Regions from separate parts of the Mus musculus genome. Here regions 1 and 3 are each linked to region 2. A link is a contact called in public HiChIP or PLAC-seq and promoter capture Hi-C data. All regions are on one chromosome and are shown on one strand. Each heading gives the region's core, a stretch centred on a gene start, on an enhancer-like site or on the middle of the called end of the contact. The rest is flanking DNA. Distances are from core to core; before and after follow the strand shown. Region 1 holds the start of Bloc1s5 (biogenesis of lysosomal organelles complex-1, subunit 5, muted). Region 2 has its middle 17 kb from the start of Gm4035. Region 3 holds the start of Txndc5 (thioredoxin domain containing 5).

What was found. Promoter capture Hi-C pulls out the DNA fragments that hold promoters and counts their contacts. HiChIP or PLAC-seq counts read pairs in DNA pulled down with a chosen protein or histone mark.
Region 1: a contact with region 2 is called in an H3K4me3 HiChIP or PLAC-seq map of forebrain, with 6 times the contacts expected there. The contact joins the promoter of Bloc1s5 here to the enhancer-like site in region 2. A contact is called at or near these places in 2 of 39 promoter capture datasets (embryonic stem cells and hippocampal neurons), 2 of 115 datasets of contacts at active chromatin or transcription factors (astrocytes and forebrain) and 1 of 9 other capture datasets (liver).
Region 3: a promoter capture Hi-C map of pre-B cells shows a contact between it and region 2, with 2.8 times the contacts expected there. The contact joins the promoter of Txndc5 here to the enhancer-like site in region 2. A contact is called at or near these places in 6 of 39 promoter capture datasets (the 3T3-L1 cell line, cranial neural crest, hippocampal neurons and 2 more), 1 of 115 datasets of contacts at active chromatin or transcription factors (large pre-B cells) and 1 of 9 other capture datasets (liver).

The regions. Positions count from the first base shown.
Region 1 is chr13:38,633,245-38,637,080 of GRCm38.p6, forward strand. It overlaps Bloc1s5 (biogenesis of lysosomal organelles complex-1, subunit 5, muted), which reads right to left and starts at 1,848. Exons shown (of 5, transcript NM_139063.3): 1 at 1,692-1,848. The coding sequence starts at 1,797.
Region 2 is chr13:37,450,516-37,454,264 of GRCm38.p6, forward strand. No RefSeq gene overlaps it. Among named protein-coding and RNA genes, the nearest start is that of Gm4035, 17 kb to the left of the region's middle. Within about 2 kb of position 2,051, at least 268 of the 459 cell types and tissues checked have an H3K27ac peak or open chromatin away from gene starts, as enhancers often do. A contact at or near this core is called in embryonic stem cells, forebrain, hippocampal neurons and 2 more, where this site is marked.
Region 3 is chr13:38,525,733-38,529,826 of GRCm38.p6, forward strand. It overlaps Txndc5 (thioredoxin domain containing 5), which reads right to left and starts at 2,752. Exons shown (of 10, transcript NM_145367.4): 1 at 2,456-2,752. The coding sequence starts at 2,676. It overlaps Gm31834 (a long non-coding RNA gene), which reads left to right and starts at 2,171. Exons shown (of 2, transcript XR_382215.4): 1 at 2,171-4,094.

The sequences.
Region 1 (3,836 bases), core at 598-3,097, 1.2 Mb after region 2:
TTTGATGGAAGAGCCACGGGACTACAAGATGAGACCAAACAGAACTACAACTCTCTTAGTACCTAATAAAGGGAAGGCTGTGTGTGTGGGTCCTGAGTGTGAAAGTGAGAACCAGTCTCAAAATAAAAAACAGAAAAGGGAGTTGGTAATGTAGTCTCTAGTAGTATGGTATTTGTCTAGCATGTGGGAGGCCTTGGCTTGGCTTCCAGTACTGGGGGAGTAAAAACAGTACTGCTTCAAAATTTAAAACTTCCGCCTCAAAGACACAATCAACAGAATGATAGGCAACCAGGCAAGTGAGAAAAATGCCTGCAAACACCTGCTATGGGTACTGAGGAGACAGATGTGTGTGTGTGTGTGTGTGTGTATGTGTGTGTGTGTGTGTGTGTGTGTGTGTGTGTGTGCGCGTGTGTATCAGCATTAATGGTATAGCGGCCAGCAAAGTTGCCTTTCAAGAATATATCAAGAACTATAACTCAATAACAGAATCTACTTACACGAGCAAAGGACTTAAATGGATATTAGATGACTACCTAAAAAATGGGTAGTCAGTTAAGCACATTAACCAAATATTAGAGGAAATGAAAATCACAACAGGGAGTGTCATCTCACACGCATTAGAATAACTAGTACCAAAGACAAGAGTTGGTGATGACAGGTGACTAGAAAATGGTATAGCAAATACAGAACATGCCAACTCCTCAAAAAGTTTAAAGAATAATCAAATGACCCAAAAATCCACTACTGGAGATACAGTCCCAAGAACTGAACACAGGACCTCCGAAGGATGTCTATATATTCATATTCAAAACAGCCTTATTTCCGAGAGTGGAGCTGTCCAAGTCCTCAGAGGCACTGGACCAGTCAAATTCACAGTGGCATGAGGAGTTATGGTTTAATGCATACAAAGTTTTGCAAGATGAAAAACATTTGCGGATGGAGTCATGGTGGCCCAACAACAGCCATACAACGACTAATCTTCACTGAGATTGCACAGAGAAAGAATTCTAACTTAGTCTTAACACACACACACAATACTACTGGATCCCAAATTAAACCTAAGAAACAATGTGAAACACAGTTTAAACAGTCGCAGCCAGCTCAGCTGGGGCCGCCCACAGATCTGGTAAGAGTAAAATGGGAACCGCACAGATGGTAAGCCACCACTCTCCAGGCAGTGTAGGACTGTAGCCCAAAGTTGGTGGAATAGGCGGGTTGAGCAGGGAGTTGAGGGAAGCAGTGGAAACTGCAATTGGAGGCTTCTTCGCGGTTAACGGGGACTTCTGAGGTTTAGGAATTAAAGCTAGTTGTTATTGTAATAATTTAGGTCGAAATCTACTAAGGCTGAAAGGGGACAGCTCAGACCGGTACACTGTATGGTACTGAGCGCTGTGTTTCAGGACGTTTTCCCAAGTGTTCTTCCTGGCATGACCCCCAAGGCGCAGAGGACAGAGGACGAGAGGGTGAAGGACCGAAGTCACCCTACTACGTGTGGGGCTCCAACTAGTTCCCATTCTCCGCTTGTGCGCCCTTCGCCCATTGCACGTAACTGGGTCCTGCGAGCTGGGACCTTTCGTCTCGAGGCGGGCCAGGCAGCTGAGGGCTACAGGGGAGCCGGGGAGCACCAGGAGGGGCGGTCCCCAGCACGCTGCCCCCACCCCGCACGGAGGACCACGCCCTCCACTCCGTACCCTTGATAATGAGGTGCGCCGCACCCGGAGTCCCCAGTGAGTCCCGCTTCTTGCCGCCCTGGGCGGCGTCGCACGCTACAGGGGTCTCGGTGCCTCCGCCACTCATCCCGACCAGTTCCGCCCACCCGCGGCGTCCACGGCGCAGGCACGGACCTTTAGGGAGAGAGACGCTCTGGTGTTACGTCATCACAGGGCGTCGGAGTCGTTGGGTTCGGGGAAGGCGCCGGGAGTGTAGCCGATGCGGCCATGCTGGATGAGGGCAGATGATCTGCGTATGGGAGGTGTTTGAAAATTACTTGTTTCTCGGTTATCCCATCCTACGCCGGTAGGAACTAAACTCACTATGGTTGGAGCAAGGCGCGGCGAGCAGAAGAATAACAGTAGTAGTATATACATAGTTTCTACATTGTTACTGGCCACCACTATTTTATAAAGCATTTTGACATGTATTGTCACCTTAGGGTCATCATAGCAACCTGAGGAGACAGATCATAATTTTTTTAACAAATAAAGCAACACGGTTAGAGGTTAAGAAACTCGTTTTTGTTTTGTTTAGGTTTTTTGTTGTTGCTTGGTTGGGTGTTTGAGATGGTCTCCCTAAATTAGACTAATAAGTGCTGACATTTGATATATTCCATAATGTTCATTTTCTCAACAAATTGTCATGCTTCAAAGAGAGCAATGCACGGCCTCCCAGTGGTTTTTACCTCCTCATCATCCAGGGGTTCTTCCTTAGGACTCAGCTGTGACCGCTTCCTCCGCTACTCTCTTCTGAACAATGAACAATGTCATCCTAAAGGGTCTTAGTCCAGTCTGAAGGAGGAACGTAAAGCGACATAAACGGCAGGAAGAGGAATCGTTCCATACCTGTGGATACTAGCTGTTGAGGGGATCAGGAAAGACTTCCCAGAAAAGACCAGTGTTTGTCTCCAGTCTTGAAGTGAGACATGGAGAGAATAACTAGGTGAAGCAGGAATTGGGGGATTATCGCAGAAGAAATGGTAAACCCCCAAAGGAGGACAAATAAAAAATTTAATTTCCTAGCTTTTTAATCAATATGTAGAAATCATAGTTTTCAAAGACATTTGTTATTCTCCTCACTTCCAAGAAATTTCATATTCATTTTTCTGCATTGTAGAAAAAAATTTCTTTCCCTTTGCATAATTTCCTTTATGACTGTGCACCATGAAGACTCACTACAATATGTGAAATTGAATGCTTTTCTTACATTAATGTGGCTGTTTGTTTTTTTTTTTAAATGTTGATTCTGGATTTCACCTCTGAAATTTGCCAACTCTGTGTTGTGATAAAGAAATTCTAGTTGCCATAATTAACACTTTGGAAATAGAATTGGGTCTTCAGATAGTTTCCAATAAAGCGTCAGCGAAGGCAAAGAAGCCGGAACCTGAGCTCTCTGGATCCCAGCATTCCTGCCCTCCGGCAAGGACATTCTTGGAAGCACGGCTTGGGAATTCCTGCTCTATTTCACCAGTTTCTACTTCCTGTTCTCACCAATACATTGTTACTTCTGGAATAGCAACAAGAAGACAAGGCCAGTACTCAGTACCGATTTGCAGTTACGGCTGACTTATGATACCTGTCATCAACAATGTGACATTTAAAAAATACTTTCTATGACTGAATCTGCGAACACAGACTCGAACAAGGGCTGACTTAGGAAAATCTCCATTTTCAGATGAAGAGACCTAAGGTCAGAAGGGCCACAGCAGTTCCTGCCTTCTCAGTAGAGACATGCCACATGATGGATTGTGAGGATTAATGTCATGTTTTAAGTTTAAATTACTGTGCTTAAAACATTAGAATTATAAAACAAAAAGGCCTGTAAGCCTCCCTTGCCCAAGGAATAACTTCCAGAAATAACTTCCTGGAATCCTTGGGGCTGTTATCCATGTAAGATAACAAATCACGTTTTGCTTCTTCCAACAAGCCTAATTACCCAAACTGCACAGGCTATGCTTGATCACACATAGGTGGGAGGTGTATAGACAGTAAGTCCGTCAGAATAGATGTTTGCTCCTAACCGTACACAGCCCTGTGGGTTTTGCTTTTATAAGCCTCTGACTAAGGTAATTCACTAACATTCTCTAGGCATCCCTGGTATGGACCGGCCCAGTGTCCATTATC
Region 2 (3,749 bases), core at 801-3,300:
AGAGAAAGAAAGGAGAGCTATTGGGCTGCTTCTAGAAACTTGGCAGGAATTTGACATTGGGACAGGACATAGATGTGGGCTCACATATCTTGATGATCCTGATAAGCCCCTTGAAACAGTGATCGTGAGACTTTGTTTATTGCTTTGTTTGTTCCTCAACCTATAGCTGATCTTATTCTTTGCATGTACTTAGAATGATATAAAAGCAGGCTGGAGAAAAATAAACCCGCTTTAGCCTTAGCACTGGTTGGAGTCATGCTATAATGTTGTCTAATTGGAATCAAGTTATAATGTTGTCTGATTGGAGTCATGTTATAATGTTGTCTAATTGTCTTTTTCTTTTCAATCCCCACTCCCTCCCTTGAGACCCGGTTGACTGACTGAGCTGGCTTGGTCAATAAATAAAAACCGTCTGCCAAGGCTAGCAGATACAGATTGGGACGCACCAAGTTTGGGCCCAGTCCACAAGGGGATTCCGTCTCCATGTCCCTTAGCTCCTGGTAGTCCTTACACAAAGTCTGTGCAAAGAAACCCTCTCGTAGAGCTCAGCATCTCTCATGACCATGTGCAACAGTCACTTTATCCATTCTCTTTAGGCTTCCTTTAGGTTTTCACGTTGCTGTGGCTTAGCTGTGTGTCACCCAAAAGGCTGCTGTATTGGAAGCTTGGTCTCCAGCTTGAGTTAATAATTGAAAGTGGTGAAATCTTTAAGAGGTGGATCCTGATAGGCAGTTAAGCTGTTGCATGAGGTTATTAGATTTTAGGTGGTTGCTGGTTTGGTTTGGTTTGGTTTGGTTTTTGCTTCCTGGTCACTAGGAGACCGGCAGCTTCATCAGCCACATGCTCAAGTTCAGCAAAACCAAGTGACGATGGACTGAAATCATGGACCAACGTAACCTTTTGCTTGTTATAAATTCATCAGCTCGGGTGCTCTGTGATGGTAATGGAAAGCTGACAGATACACAGATGGTGGTTAAGTGCCGTGTGCTTGTAAGGAGGTTCTAAGGATGTGGCCTTGGATCTGAGCAGCAATGTCTGAGAAAGCAAAACTCATGAGGTAACCAGTCTGAGGACAAACCTGGAATCTAGTCTTCAGCATTGCAAGTCCGATTTCTAGCTTAGTGGCTCAGGGCACTGAATCAGGCTCTTGGCAGGGGTTTTGCACAGCATTGACCCGGCACCCTGTGAGATCAGAAAGGGGAAGTGCTAGGCTGAGACCCATGCAGAGATGAGATGCTCTCATGAAGGAAGTGGGAGGAGAGCTGGCAGCTTGAGGGAGAAGCCAACTTACTGAGAGATGTTTTGTGATTTAGAAAAAGACATAAGGCAATTTTTTTTAATTGAAAAAAAGAGAAAAAGAAAAATCCATTGGTGAGAAAAAGACCAAAATGTACAGAGAAAGAATCAAAGGGGGAGGGGGGGTCATCGTTTCAGAGGAGATGGTCAAGGAGGGTAGAAATCCAGCCATGGGAAGATGTTTATTTTCTAAGAAAGGAGAAGGAGGCAAACTGGGAAATGTGGAGAATGTCAAGGATGGGGGCAGGAAATGCAGGAAGCTCGCAACAGATGGCCTCAATCTTCTAAGTGAGAAAAGAGGCAGCAGTTAGCTGGGTGCCGATGGGAGACTGGACTGGAGGCGTCCCTAATGGCCACGGGGGTCTGGGCTGGGTCCTAGGCTAGCCACAGCTGCACTTCTCAAGCCTGCCTGTAAACGGAGTGGCGAACAGTGTGGCAGTGCAGATTTCCAGACTTCTCCCTCGAGACGTGCATTCTGCAGAACTGGGGTGGCCCGAAATCTATGTCATCAGGTTGGGCTCGGAGAACACTTGCCTCTTTAGAGAAACTGGCCAGTGTGAGAACCGTTGCTCTCAGGAGACCCATAAACAACTGGGAAGCGCGACCCTGAGGGATCGCTTTGAATCCCTGCCTCCGCCAAACTCCTCCACCAGGAAGCTGTAGGGAAGAAAACCAGAGGTGGGGGTTAACTGTGTGCCTGTGTATCTATCCAGGAGGGAGGAGTCTAACCAGGTCTGCCCTGGAAGGCGAGGTATATCCGGAAGGGAGTGATCTAGCTAAGGCAGCAGAGCCTAGCAAATAGGGTGTGGCCTGGCCAGGGGGGTGGAACTGAGTCAGAAGGCAGAAAACATGGTCTCTAGCACGGGCGGCGAGGGAGTCCAGTGAGGGATGGTGTCTAGCCAGGAAGATGGAACTGAACCAAAGGAGGACAGACAGGTCTATGAAAGAGAACGGTCTCTCCAGAGTGTTGTGTTTGGAAGTCTGGAATGTTGCATTCACCATGCTTGACCTTGGACCACCCATAGCAGAGACCAAAGGCAAGAGAGTTCTGCTAGGCTATGGGCAAAGTCAAGACAGAGGAGCCAGGAGAGATGGAGAAGTGGGGAGGAGATGGAATCTCGGACTTGGGGGATGGGATAGGCAGGTAGTCCCCATCAAGCGAGGGAGGGCATACCCCCATGAGCACACTGCTTAGATCAATTGCATCTTGCTAAGGTAGAAATTTAGTGTAGGGGGAAATTAGATTTATATGGCAATAAACACATTCTACTGATTTGTAAGAAATGGAGAAAAAAGTCACCACCACCACCAGGCAGCATCAAAAGCTCGCAAAGATTTTTCTGAAGCTGTTTCCCAAGATTCATGTCTTTCTATGATGAGGCCCGTTTAAGAAAACGAGCTGAGACGATCCTTTGGCTTAGGAAATGGCTACCTGGCTTGATTCCGCAGACCTTTGGTGGACCTCCTTCCCAGCACCTCTGCCTTATGGCCTCAAGAGGGCGCTGCTCCACTTCCTAAACTCCCCAAAGGCAGCTGATGCCCTTGGGAGGCCTCGCCCTCAGTGTTCCTGCAGACATTTAAAGGGGAACACGCACAGAAAGAGACAAAAAATACAGTTTAACGCCTTAGCCTCTTACACGTGGTCCTCACAGGAACAACGGTAACACCAACTAGGAGCTTGCAGAATACGCCACGCCCCCACCACTGCCCCGACAGGCTTCTGTTTGAAATTATCAACATCTTAACGAGGTTCTCCTGGGACCTCTCTATACAAATCCACTTTAGAGAAGCAATGGCCTCGCCAACAAGGTGCTATTTCTTGATTATCTGCCCTTTCTTCTCCCCACCCCCCACCCCCCAACAACTTGGGCACTGCCTCTATAGCAGCCATCCCCAAGAACATTCTCTCAGACCTTACCACAGCTTAAACTCAACATTTAGTCTGTCCTTTCCAAGAGGAAGGTGCTTCATTTTAAGAAGCTAGGGTTTTGTTTTGGTTTTTTGTTTCTGTTTTTGTTTTTTTCTTAAGAATTATAAAGTTATTTTTGCTGTGACTTTAGTTACTTTTCTTGTGGCTGTGACAAAGTATCCGACCTTAAAGACACACCTTAAAGGAGGGGAGGTTTATTTTGGCCCATCTTCAGAGGACAGTCCATCTCCACAGGAAGGCATGGCAGAGACTCAAGGTAGCAGATAATCTTGGATGAGGTACAGAGGTGGACAGGCCTAAGACAGGACTGAGCTGCAATGCTCCAGGCCGGTCCCCCCTGCCCCGTCCTCCAGCTGGATTGTAGTTTTCAAAGGTTCTAAAGATTCCTCCAACAGCTGTGGGCCAAGTGTTCAACATAGGAGCCCGGAGGTGGGGGGAGTGGGCATGGCGGGGGATATTACAGGCTTAAACTATAACAAACCCCAAAACTGAATGCTTCAAAATTAACAGCATTTCTCTATCT
Region 3 (4,094 bases), core at 1,502-4,001, 1.1 Mb after region 2:
CACTCCCACCCACCCACTCCCAACTCCCCACCCACGCATTCCCCTACACAGGGGCATTGAGCCTTTCCAGGACCAAGGACCTCTTCTCCCATTGATGCCCGACAAGGCCATCCTCTGCTACATATACGGCTGGAGCCATGGGTCCCTCTATGTGTACTCCTTGGTTGGTGGTTTAGACCCTGGGAGCTCTGGCTGGTTGATATTGTTCTTCCTATGGGGTTGCAAACCCCTTCAGCTCCTAAGGGTTGTCCTGATGTTAGCGGAATTTGATCAGATATGCTCAGTTTAGAGTTGTAGATAGACATCCTCTATACCCTTGAAAGGGTTCTTATGAAAACAATACAAGATTTAAAAAGAAGATAAAGATTTAGTTCCCTCTAACCCAAGTTAACCTGACCACTTGGGGTCATCACCACACAGGCAAGCCTCTCCCCACCCAGGAGGACTAAAGAGTCCACTGCTTCTCTCTAACTGGCATTTCTGGTTTGGAGCCCTTGTGGATACAGCACTACAGAGACTGCCGGCTGTATTCAGATGTGGCCTGGAGCCAAGTGACAGAGCAAAGGCACCTAACCTTACCTTTGACCTAACTGTCCCTAGGTTCAGTGTGACCAGATGCTGGCACCAGATCAACAGCAGGAGGACAATCCTGCACCCACAAAGCTTAGAACAAATACAGAGACAGGTCAGTGCCATCACTACACAGTGTCCTTGCCCCAGCATCACACATGGACAGTGAACATTCCAGGCACTCACGGTGAGAAAGAAGTGGGGAGAGGACCCAGCGTAGTCTACCTTGAGTACCATGTTGTTCTTAAAATTTTGAAATCTTAGCACTCTGTAGGCTGAGACCAACAAAGTCATGAGTTCAAGGTCAGCTTGGCTACACAGAGAGATCCTGCCTCAACTTCCCCTTAAAACATCAAAAACCCAGCCTTCAAAGGCCATGGGTGGGCTCCTACATCTCTCTAATATTTTTATCAGAATAGCAAGAAGCAAACAATTGAAGGCTTATCCTAGAGAGCAGCCTCGACCTAAACGTCTGTAAGCCATAGAGTTAAAAAAAAAAAAAAGAATCTGTGGTGTATACCCCAACTGGCCAAGACTAGCTGGTTATTCATTGCATATATTCTAAACTTAAAACTCCATCAGCACTCCAGAGAACCTAACCCTGCCTGCATGTCAACTTTTCTCATAAAACTAAAAACCCTTAGATTTATTCCACCGAAATCAACTCCAATTAAGTCCTGTGGTGTACTTAACTGGAATCACTACTTTGAGACGACTTGTGCACAGAGTAACTATTAACGCGACTGACTGTGGCAGACTCCCAGTCTTTTTCTTTCAATGGTAGTTCTACAGACTCAAGTGGCTGTTCTTGGGAATGTAAAACAGTGTATCCCATTCCTGCATTCTTAACTGATAATGGCTGTGAGCCAAAATGATCCCCTCCCCCACAAAGTTAATTTAACACTAAACGAATTGAAATGCAGTAATAGCCCGCTCTAGGGTTATGGGCAAAGTTTCTCCCACTTTAGAAAAATACAATCACTGACTACATTGGATTCCACAGGCACATTTTTCTTAACTGCTTAACCCCCTGTCCTTAATGAGTCCCTACTGAGCTAGAGGAAGAGTACTTTGCTCAGCAATAAACACAGCCAGAACATCCCACATCTCAAGAGCCTGTGCTCTAAATACCGCTTTCTGCTGTGGACCGGAGAACTTCTTTCTCTGAGCATCTAGGCCCCAGTAGCAAAGCACTGCTATGTCTAGACTAATTCTTGGGGTAGTGAGGTGCACCAGGAAGCCCCAACCGAAGAATGGAAGCCTGAAGTTATGACTTTTAGGAAGAACAGTTCGACCTCACACTTTCCAAATGACCGGGCCCCAAATGAGAACAGGAGGTGAAAGAGTTAAAGGCCTTGAGAATACAGCTCACATCCACTCCAGCGTGCAGCGGAGACTCCAAAACTGGCACCTCGCTGGACTCCAGGGGCCGGGGAAGTCTCAGTTCCCGACCTAGGCTATCTTTTCCTACCCTCGACACACAAAGTGGGCAATCACATCTTGAGGGGGCCTTAGATTTCCAATCCAACCCAATATTGATGGGCCAGCAGGAAGAACCCTTCAGGATAGGGCACGTGGACGCCGGGCTCCCGCCGCGTCCGGCCAGCACAGGAAGTTTGGGGAGCTGGGCAGGGGACAGAAGCGGGGGATGCCTGGACTCCAGCAGTGTGGCGGGGTGGAGAGGCTTTTCCGGGTCTCCCCTCGGGGCCCGCCCTTCCTAGCTCGCAGGCCGGCGGCTAGCGCCACGTCAGCGGCGAGGCCCGAGCGCGGCCCACGCCCCCGGCGCAGCCTGCGCGGCCTCGCGCCCTCTCCCCGGTCCCCGGCTCCAGGTCCCTGGTCCCCGGTCCCAGATCGGGCTCCGCCGGCCTGCTGGAGCTGCAGTTACCAGGGCGCGAAGAACATGACGAAGTGCGCGGCGCTCTGGATCCCGTGCGTGAACATGTCGGCCGTATACAGGTGCTTGGCGTGCGGGTCCTGCTCGACCCCGCTGTCCGCTTCCACCTCCTGGGCCCGGGCGCCTTTGCGCGCCCCGAGCAGCAGCAGGAGCGTGGCCAGGGCCGGCAGCCCGGCCAGCGGCTGGAGGAGGCGTCCTGGGCGCGGGGGCATCGTGGCGGGGCTGGCGAGCTCTCGCTCGTGCCGCGGGTCCCCTCCGCGGCGCCGCTCCCGCCCCGGCTCCTCCCACGACCGCAGAGCCACGCCTCAATCACGCCCCCGCTCGCAGAGCCACGCCCCCTGTCCCGCCGGCTCACCTAGCAACTTGCTGTCTTCTGCTGAAAGCCACCAGGAAGAGGTCGCTTAGGTCCTGGGGTCCTTGTGCAGCACCTCCAGCGCTATCTCAGTCCGGTTCCCTTCCATCCCGCTGAGCTCATTCTCCTTCCCAAGCTCCTCATCAGCCTTTCCCTGCTAGGGACGAAGAGGCCAAGCTGCCAAGCTATGGAACAGTGGCAGCTTCTGTTGATAACTAATCAGACACCAAGAGACCCGAGAGTTTAGGACCAAGCTGAGCTGCTGTCAGCAGAAAGGAGGAAATCAGGCAAACGTGTGTGGGGTTTGCTCTTGCATAAGTCAGATTCTTAGCCAAAGCTCAACTGTGATTTGAGGGCCTGGCCTCAGGGGGTGTGATGAAACCACTTCCCAAGAGCACCTCCTCTGTTATCCTGCCCTGCCTTCACTTTGAAAAGGAAAGGCAGTCAAAGTGGCCCTTCCTTCAGGCCCTGGCTAGTGCCCTGTGTGCCCTAACTCACCCTGGATAGGAAAATGAATGGCAACAGCTGTTCTGGGTGAGAGCTAACGCCTGGGCTGGGGCGCATGGACCCACGCCAACTCTTGAACTTTAAGTCGGGTGGCAATCTAAGCTCCCTGCCCTGCCTTGAAAACCTGGAGCTAAGTTAGGGAGAACGAAACAACCACTAGACACTTGAGAGAGGTCCTAGAGCTATGCTCTGTACCGATGAAAAGGAAGCTGGCATCATAAGACATATATATGGTGATCTTTTATTGGGAAAAAGCAACGGGCATAGTAAGAAGAGTACATGGCCATCTTGTATTGGACTTCTGAGCAACACTTCTGAAAATCACCTGATCTTTATTAGCCTCAGCCTCCCTAAACCAAAAGCCTGGGTTAGCAACAGTTGGGGGTGGTGGTAAAGGGAGGGGCAGGGAAACTCACATCATCTGTAACTATTCTCATGTTAGGTTCGTCCACCTGTAAATGTTTAACCATGGTTTTCCAAACACCAAACTGCAGCATCTCTTGCTTGCCCCCTCTCTCCCTTTGTGCCCTCACATTCTGAGTAAGCACAGTTCAGCCAAACGCTTCTTCCGGCTTTCCTAACCTGAACAGACCTAAACTTGCCCATCGCAGGAGAAGTTCTATGAGCATCCTTTGCCCACGTGATTTTGACTATGGCAATTTGTTGCTCCAACTTGAACCAGCACACCAACTCTGCCCAGTAGCCTTGGCATACAGACTAAAATAGAAATCCCTGATGCTGTCCTTGAAGGCCTCCTGTGATGTGCTCTGC